2 separate regions of the Ovis aries genome follow, and region 2 is linked to region 1. A link is a contact called in public Hi-C data. All regions are on one chromosome and are shown on one strand. The core of a region is the stretch at or near the end of the contact, and the rest is flanking DNA. Distances in the headings are between cores, read along the strand shown.

Region 1 (3,490 bases), core at 592-3,091:
CTTATGGCTGATTGATGTTGAGGTTTGACAGAAAACAACAAAATTCTGTAAAGCAATTATCCTTCAATTAAAAAATAAATTATAAAAAAGTAATCTATCAAAAAATCTTATGATTTCCTGCCTACTGCTTAACGAACAAAATAAATAGAAACAATGACAAGCAGAATAAAAAGGAATAATAATGTAATCAAATTAGGATACCACACACACACACACACACACACACACACACACACACCCATACAAAGAAAACATTGACTAATGCATTTTGACAAATAAGAGCTCATTTGTGTACATTTTATTTTGTGCAATAAAATTAGTATCAATCTAAGCAAACAGGCAACAGTATCTACAAGACCAAATTTCTTAAATTGTATCTTTCTGAGAAATGTGTGTATATAATAGATAATTTCTTTATTAACAACCGACTATACAAAACACACCATCAACAGGTGTCTACAGTCTTTAATAAACATCTATAGAGTATGAGTTGTCTCTTTACGGGTGTAAAGTGGATAAAATTCCTGAATCTTTCACTTGCTTTCTTGGGATAAATTCTATTCATCCTCAAGGCTCAGCAAAAATGTCACCTCTTCATGGAATGTTTCCCAAACATTTCCTGGAAAAATAAACTGCTTTCTCCACTGTTTCCAATAATCTTGGAATTTTATGTTAAAATTTGTTTATAAATTTATGTCTCAAATTGTGCAATGCACATATTCCATAATAAATATACATATAAAAGTATTCATTCATTTGTAATAAGTTAAAGGTCTAAGTAGAATCAAACACTTGAAAATATTTTATTTATGATAGGATCATATTTGTAAATTATCCAACAACCACCTAGCTGTTCATATATAGAGACAACAGAAAAGGAAGTAATGTCATTTAACTTCTCTATTTAATCTGTTACAAAACTTTATTCATTCTTTGGGTTTCATTTTTATTAGTGCAAATGTGGATTTCTAAAATAACTTCTTTTCCCTTCTTCTAGCCACTCCTTGCAATCACTCATCTCTGACATATGAACCTCCCCAAAATATTACACTCACAGTATTCCCTTGCCAAAAGTACAAGCTAATTCTAATATTTCAGCCCAAAATATTTGTTTTTAACACATGTCTAGCTAGACATATCCAACATTGCTGGAGTTTTGTACAAATATTCCAGATTTCTAATTATAACACTCAGATTAATTTATTTAAAGCAATGTATATACTTTATAACAAAATTACCATAGGAAGGAGGGGGAGGAGGTGGAAGAAGCAGAGAAGGGAGTAATCTTCAACATTTAAAATTTATCCTTTTTCTTCAATAAAACTCTTTTTTATCTGTTACAAAGTCCTTATAGAAAGTAAAATCTTTAGTCCCTACAGCAGTATTTCTATATGTGGTAATGTGACCAGGAAGCTGTTGTTATATAAGTACTTAGGCAATTTGATTTTTACTACAAAGAACTCTACTGTCATCTACTGCTAGAAAGAAATAACTACAGCTTTAACTAAAACTGAATTTCTTCATAATTCAAATTAATCTTAAGAAGTATTTTGCTTGTTACCCTGATAGCATCTTCATAACCTGAATTTGTGCTAAGATGTCTAGCCATTTACCCAAAACTTGCTGTAACAACATATCTTATATTGTATTAATAGTTTAAATAATGTACGATAATAAATTATACCAGGGCTTCCCTGGTAGCTCAGATGGTAAAGAATCTGCCTGCATTGCTGGAGACCTGGGTTTGATCCCTGGGTCGGGAAGATCTCCTGGAGAAGAGAAGGCAAACCACCCCAGCATTCTCGCCTGGAGAATCCCATGGACAGATCATGGGGTCACAAAGAATCTGACATGACTAAGCGACTAACACTTTCACTTTCACTATGATAATGAAACTAGAGAGTAATCAACCTAGAAGTTATAAAATCTTTATTATTCATTCTGCATTAATTCTAAAATTCATAATAATTTTCAGAGTTGAACCTCCTTTGATTGCCATATCACAAAATATTGCTTTATTTCTGATGTTTAATAATAGCAATGATGATACCTTACATTTACAAAAACATTTTACAACATATAAAATGTTTCCACTGATTTCAAAAGAAGCAAACAGGACAGGTATTATTATCCTTATTTTAAGATTAGAAAACAAACATAAATATTAAGTGACTTGCCAAAAGTCACCTATGTCTTCCGCCTCCTAGATCAAGGCTATTTGTACTGATAATAATGATTCCCACTTCAAACAAGGGTAGGGAAGTAAAGATTAACGGCTAGTAGGAGATGGAAATAGTTTCCAGAGTCTGAGATTCTGCCACGAGAAAATGTTCATTCAGATGGTTACCTTATAGCCACGCAATTTCACTGTCCACATTTATGTTTATAATCATATTGGGACCAAATAGAACTATATACTTTAGAGTTTGAAGGTTAAATTTAAACAAACAAACAAACATGGAAGCATATTTGACATGTAAATAATACACCTACTGCAGGCAGAGGGCAAATGATATGACCATGACCCCTGCTATACAAATAAAGGTTTTAGAGTAATAGTTTTGCCTTTCCCAAAATGGATTCATACCTTTTATAAGTGAATTCAACTATTTAAGACTGGCTGAGTGCATTTAGCACAGCGTGCAACTGAGGTTCATCCACGTAGTGTTTTTCAATAGCTTACTAATTTTTTATTGACTAGTACTCCACTGTATGGATTTACCACAATTTATATATCCATTTACAATCAAATTGCCTTGGCACCTTTGTCAAAAATCAGTTAACCATTAACTGTGTAGGTCTATTCTAGATTTTCTACATTGTTCTACTGATCTCTGTGCCAGTTCTTTCATCACTGGCATACTGTGTTGAGTACCGTACGTATCTTTTAAGTCTTCAAACTGGTTGTATGAATCTTTCAACATTGTTTTACAAATTGTTTTGGCTATTATAGTTTCTTAACTTCTCTATATAAATTTTAAAAGTTTGTCCATGTCTACAAAAATAATGTTGCTAGAACTTAATTGAGACTGATTATTGAGAGAAATGATAACAATAGCTTGAGTCTTTCAATCCATGATCATATCGTATCTCATTTTTCAGGGCCTTTGATTTCCTTCATCAATGTTTTATACTTTTCAGCATACAGATCCTGTACATACTTTGTCAGTCTTATACCTAAGTACTTACTGTTCTTTAATTGGAGCTATTATAAGTGGTACTTTGAGAGATGTTTGAAACTGTTCATTGCTAGTATATAGAAATATGACTTATTTTTGTATGCTAACCTTGTGTACTGGAACTTGGCTAAACTCACTTAAGCTTTAGGAATCTTTCCTTTTTGTAGATTGCTTGAGATTTTCTTTGTAGAAAATTGTTACCTTTGAACAGATGCAGTTTGGTTTATTTTTCCTTTTTAATTCCTTTGTTATTTACTTTTCTTGTGATACTGCACTGGCTAGGACTTCCAGGAACACATTAAACAAGTGGT
Region 2 (3,755 bases), core at 544-3,043, 310 kb before region 1:
TCCTTTCCCCTCCCAACTAGCCTGTCTGGACCAATCATTTCTCATCTGTCTCTCTCTCTTCATTGGCCCTTCATTAACCTTCAGACATGTTCAAATCAAGTCTTCGGACGTTTCCCCTACCCCACTCTCTCCTCTGGACACCACTGTCTTTCTCTCTCTTCTTCTTCAGTGCCAGATGTATCGGTAGTGTTGTTTATTTTCATTTCTTTTACTTTATAATCTACCATTTAAGCTGTCACTAAAATTGAGTTTGGCCTCCACCACTGTGCTCTCTTGGGGTCACCAGGGTTCATAGCGAAGCCAATGGTTTCTTTAAGGACGATCCTTCTTGGCCTCTCTGGATTTTGACACCGTTGACATATTCCCTCTTGACATGTGCTCCCACTTTGGTCAATCTTATAATCACTTCTTTAGTTTTCCTCCAGAATCTCTGAAGATTCTGTTTCTACTAATGGTTCCTTTTCTGCCCATTCTTTAAATGTTGGTGATGTTCTACAAGTTTTCATAGTCAGCTCTTTTCTCTTCTTTTTCTTTATTTTCTCTGTGGATGATCTCACCCATACACATGACTTTAACTGTGATATATATATATATATATATATATATATATATATAAAAAAATATATATATAAAAGTTGATTTTTTAAATCTGTAACTCCATTTCCAAATCTTTCCCCTAAATTCTACTCTCTCTGGTAATATTAATAGCTAACTGGATAGGTTGTACACCCTTCAAATTCCGTGGAGCTTACCTGCCCCTCCATAATTTGATCACCCAATCCCTGCAACTTTTCAGCTCAATGTTAGATGCTTTCAGTAATTTCCATGGTGAAAAAAATCAGGATCTTTATAGAATTCTCTTTGTTTCCCTCTCGTCTCCATTACAAGTAACTAGTAATTTTCAAAAATCACTAGTTAATATTACAAGCAATTTCTTACCCCTGGACATTTCAAAAGTTCAAATTGAACTCAGAATTTAAATTATAAAGGTGAGGAAAGTCTTAATCTCCAGGTTCAATCTGAGTTGAAGAGACCAAACAAAGAAATAGCCTGAAGATGAGAGAAACCTGGCACCTAGTCAGAATTTGCCTTATGTTTCATCATATGGAACAGGAAAGGAAATTTCCAGTGTCTTTTAAATAAATTTAAATATCTTTGGAATACAGTTTTGCAGGTAAAGTCTAAAGCTATTTATTAACAATGTCTAATTGCCCTATTTTTTTGTTGTTTTAAAACAAAAAACAAAACAAAACAAAAAATAACTTGGGCTTCTTGGTCAGCAGGGGGAGTACTGCCACTTTGCTCTGGGAAGCTTTTCACCAGGGTAACCGCTATCTTTAATATAGACCACATCCTAGCAACGAGGAGGAAAAAAACAATGATACGATCGATACATTTGCTCCCTTGTGGTTGCAATTTTTAAAAATAACTTTTTTTTTTGCTTTTGTAATTCAATAGTGTTTGCTTAGGAAGGTGTCATCTTTTGCCTTTTCATCTTCTCTGCCCTGTCTTTCAGTCACTTTCTAATTAGAGAGGTGTTTATTTAGGGGACAGGGTCGAAAATGGGTCGGGGAGGCCAGTGTAACAGCACTGAGCCAGTATTTAGGCTGTGACACAGACACAAACACACTGGTTTGCTCATTTTATTTAAATTGGTCAACACGGTGGAATAAATCAGTCAAACCAGTTTTCTGTCTAAAATGACCTTTTGCTTGAGTGAACTGATACAAGGATATCAGTGGGACATAGTGTCCTTCCCAGACTGAGCTGGAGTGAAGCCTATCGAGCAAGGGTGGCAGCATTGTGAAAGGAGTCAGGAGACCAGGCTTTCATCTGGATTCTGCTCTGTGACTGTGGACAAAACACTAACTTAACTCTTTGTACCTCGATTTCTTCTTTTATTAACTTCACACTCTATTTTGAAGGGGAAATGATGTGATAGGTTTGAAAATACCTTGAAAGACCAGGAAATATCTATATAATAATTTACACAAAGATCTAGTTTGACACGTATGTGTCTGCATGTAGGTTATGTATGCACTGCATACATAGTGCATATATACCCTGTGTGCACATATATATGTATGTGTGTATGTATGTAGATATAGGTGGATGTGTCTGTGTAAGATACGCATGTATATATATGAATGTATATAGATTTGTGTATGTACGTATATATGTAAGTATGAAGTCTATACACATTACAGGAGATAAGGAGGTAAGGACACTTCTTTCTGAAAATATTGTATTGTTTATAATAATTACTCCACTCACTGAGAATAATAATAGCTTACAGCCTGAATAAAGAATCTAGGTCTCTATTGATGATCATTTACTTACTAAAATTCTTACTTGGTGATGAAAAGTTTGTATCTCTTATTTCCCATGCACATTTTATTTTTCTTTCTATGCATATTTTATAAGGAAAAATTACAGATGATGCTTTAACTAAAGCTTATAATATACATTTATCCTTATTTAATAATATACCTGATGTGTGCTTAGTTGTTCAGTTGTGTCTGATTCTTTGTGACCCCATGGACTGTAGACCACTAGGCCCGTCTGTCCATGGGGATTCTCCAGGCAAGAATGCTGGAGTGGGTTGCAATGGCCTCAAAATAAACCTGGTAAGACCTAATAAAACACTTTGCCACTTTTGTTCACTTTCCCCTTGTCTTATTTGTGCTCTGAATGGAAGCTCAGAATCAAAATATTTTTGTAGGCATTTTGAGAGAAATAATGATTAAGAAATATACATGATTCCTAATAAAGAGAAATCTAGCTCAATATGATGAAAAGTGTACATTTTATCCACTTAGTTTCTAAAATGGCTGCTTGTTTCCAGTAAATCTTTCTTTCTTTCCAAATGACAACAAATAATTTAACAAGTGACATTAAGATTGTAAAGTAGTGAATTTTAAGAAAGCAAATGGAATAGCTTTCAGTTTTAGCAATATATTCCTCCATTTCAAATGCAATTGGAACTAATTTGATCTGTGGCTAGTTAACTCAGTGATTCAAACTGAAGTGCTAATGAAGTCAAAGAATAAATTTAATTCCTATGAAGTTAGGTTTATGCATTACTGTTGCATAAGCAGACACACACACATCCTTAATCCTAACTAGTCATTTGTCCTACAAATAAGTATTACTGTCCAGAACTGAGACCAGACAATGAAATATCATCCACATAAGGCAAAACTATCATTATTAACAAGAGGAAAGCGACTAAATTCCCTTACCCTACTTCTAAATGTTTTTGGTATAATCTTGGTACAGTTGGGACACAATTATATTTTGTGTTTATGTAGTGTTAGGAAGGGCTTCCCTGGTAGCTCAGCTGGTTAAGAATCCTCCTGCAATGCAGGAGACCTGGGTTCAATCCCTGGGTTTTGAAGATCCCCTGGAGGAGGGCATGGCAACCTACTCCAGTATTCTTGCCTGGAGAATCCCCAGGGACAGAGGAGCATGGCATGCTACAGTCCATGGGGCTGCAAAGAGTCAGACATGACTGAGCGATTAAGCACAGCACAGTGCTTAGGAAAGGTTATAGATTGAAGAATTTCAGGTATTTTAATTGAACCTAGTAGGAAAACTGATGTTATCTCAGATAAAAAGCTGAAATGCAGTGAAAAATTTCCTGGACTGGGAACCAGACATACTGTATTTGAATCCCAACTCTTCCACTGAGCACTTAGACAAGTCACTTAGCATTGTCTAGCCTCCATTTTCTCATGGAAGAAGGGAGAGAACTA

The links. Hi-C and Micro-C count contacts between places; a contact is called where the count stands out from the background.
Region 2: a Hi-C map of liver shows a contact between it and region 1, with 9 times the contacts expected there. The contact joins two enhancer-like sites. A contact is called at or near these places in 12 of 16 Hi-C or Micro-C datasets (blood, hypothalamus, liver and 6 more).

What each region holds. Positions count from the first base shown.
Region 1 is chr1:61,160,187-61,163,676 of ARS-UI_Ramb_v3.0, reverse strand. The region is part of intron 1 of PRKACB (protein kinase cAMP-activated catalytic subunit beta); the gene reads right to left. Among named protein-coding and RNA genes, the nearest start is that of PRKACB, 61 kb to the right of the region's middle. Within about 2 kb of position 1,841, at least 2 of the 54 cell types and tissues checked have an H3K27ac peak or open chromatin away from gene starts, as enhancers often do. A contact at or near this core is called in liver, where this site is marked.
Region 2 is chr1:61,468,724-61,472,478 of ARS-UI_Ramb_v3.0, reverse strand. No RefSeq gene overlaps it. Among named protein-coding and RNA genes, the nearest start is that of DNASE2B, 40 kb to the right of the region's middle. Within about 2 kb of position 1,793, at least 6 of the 54 cell types and tissues checked have an H3K27ac peak or open chromatin away from gene starts, as enhancers often do. A contact at or near this core is called in liver, where this site is marked.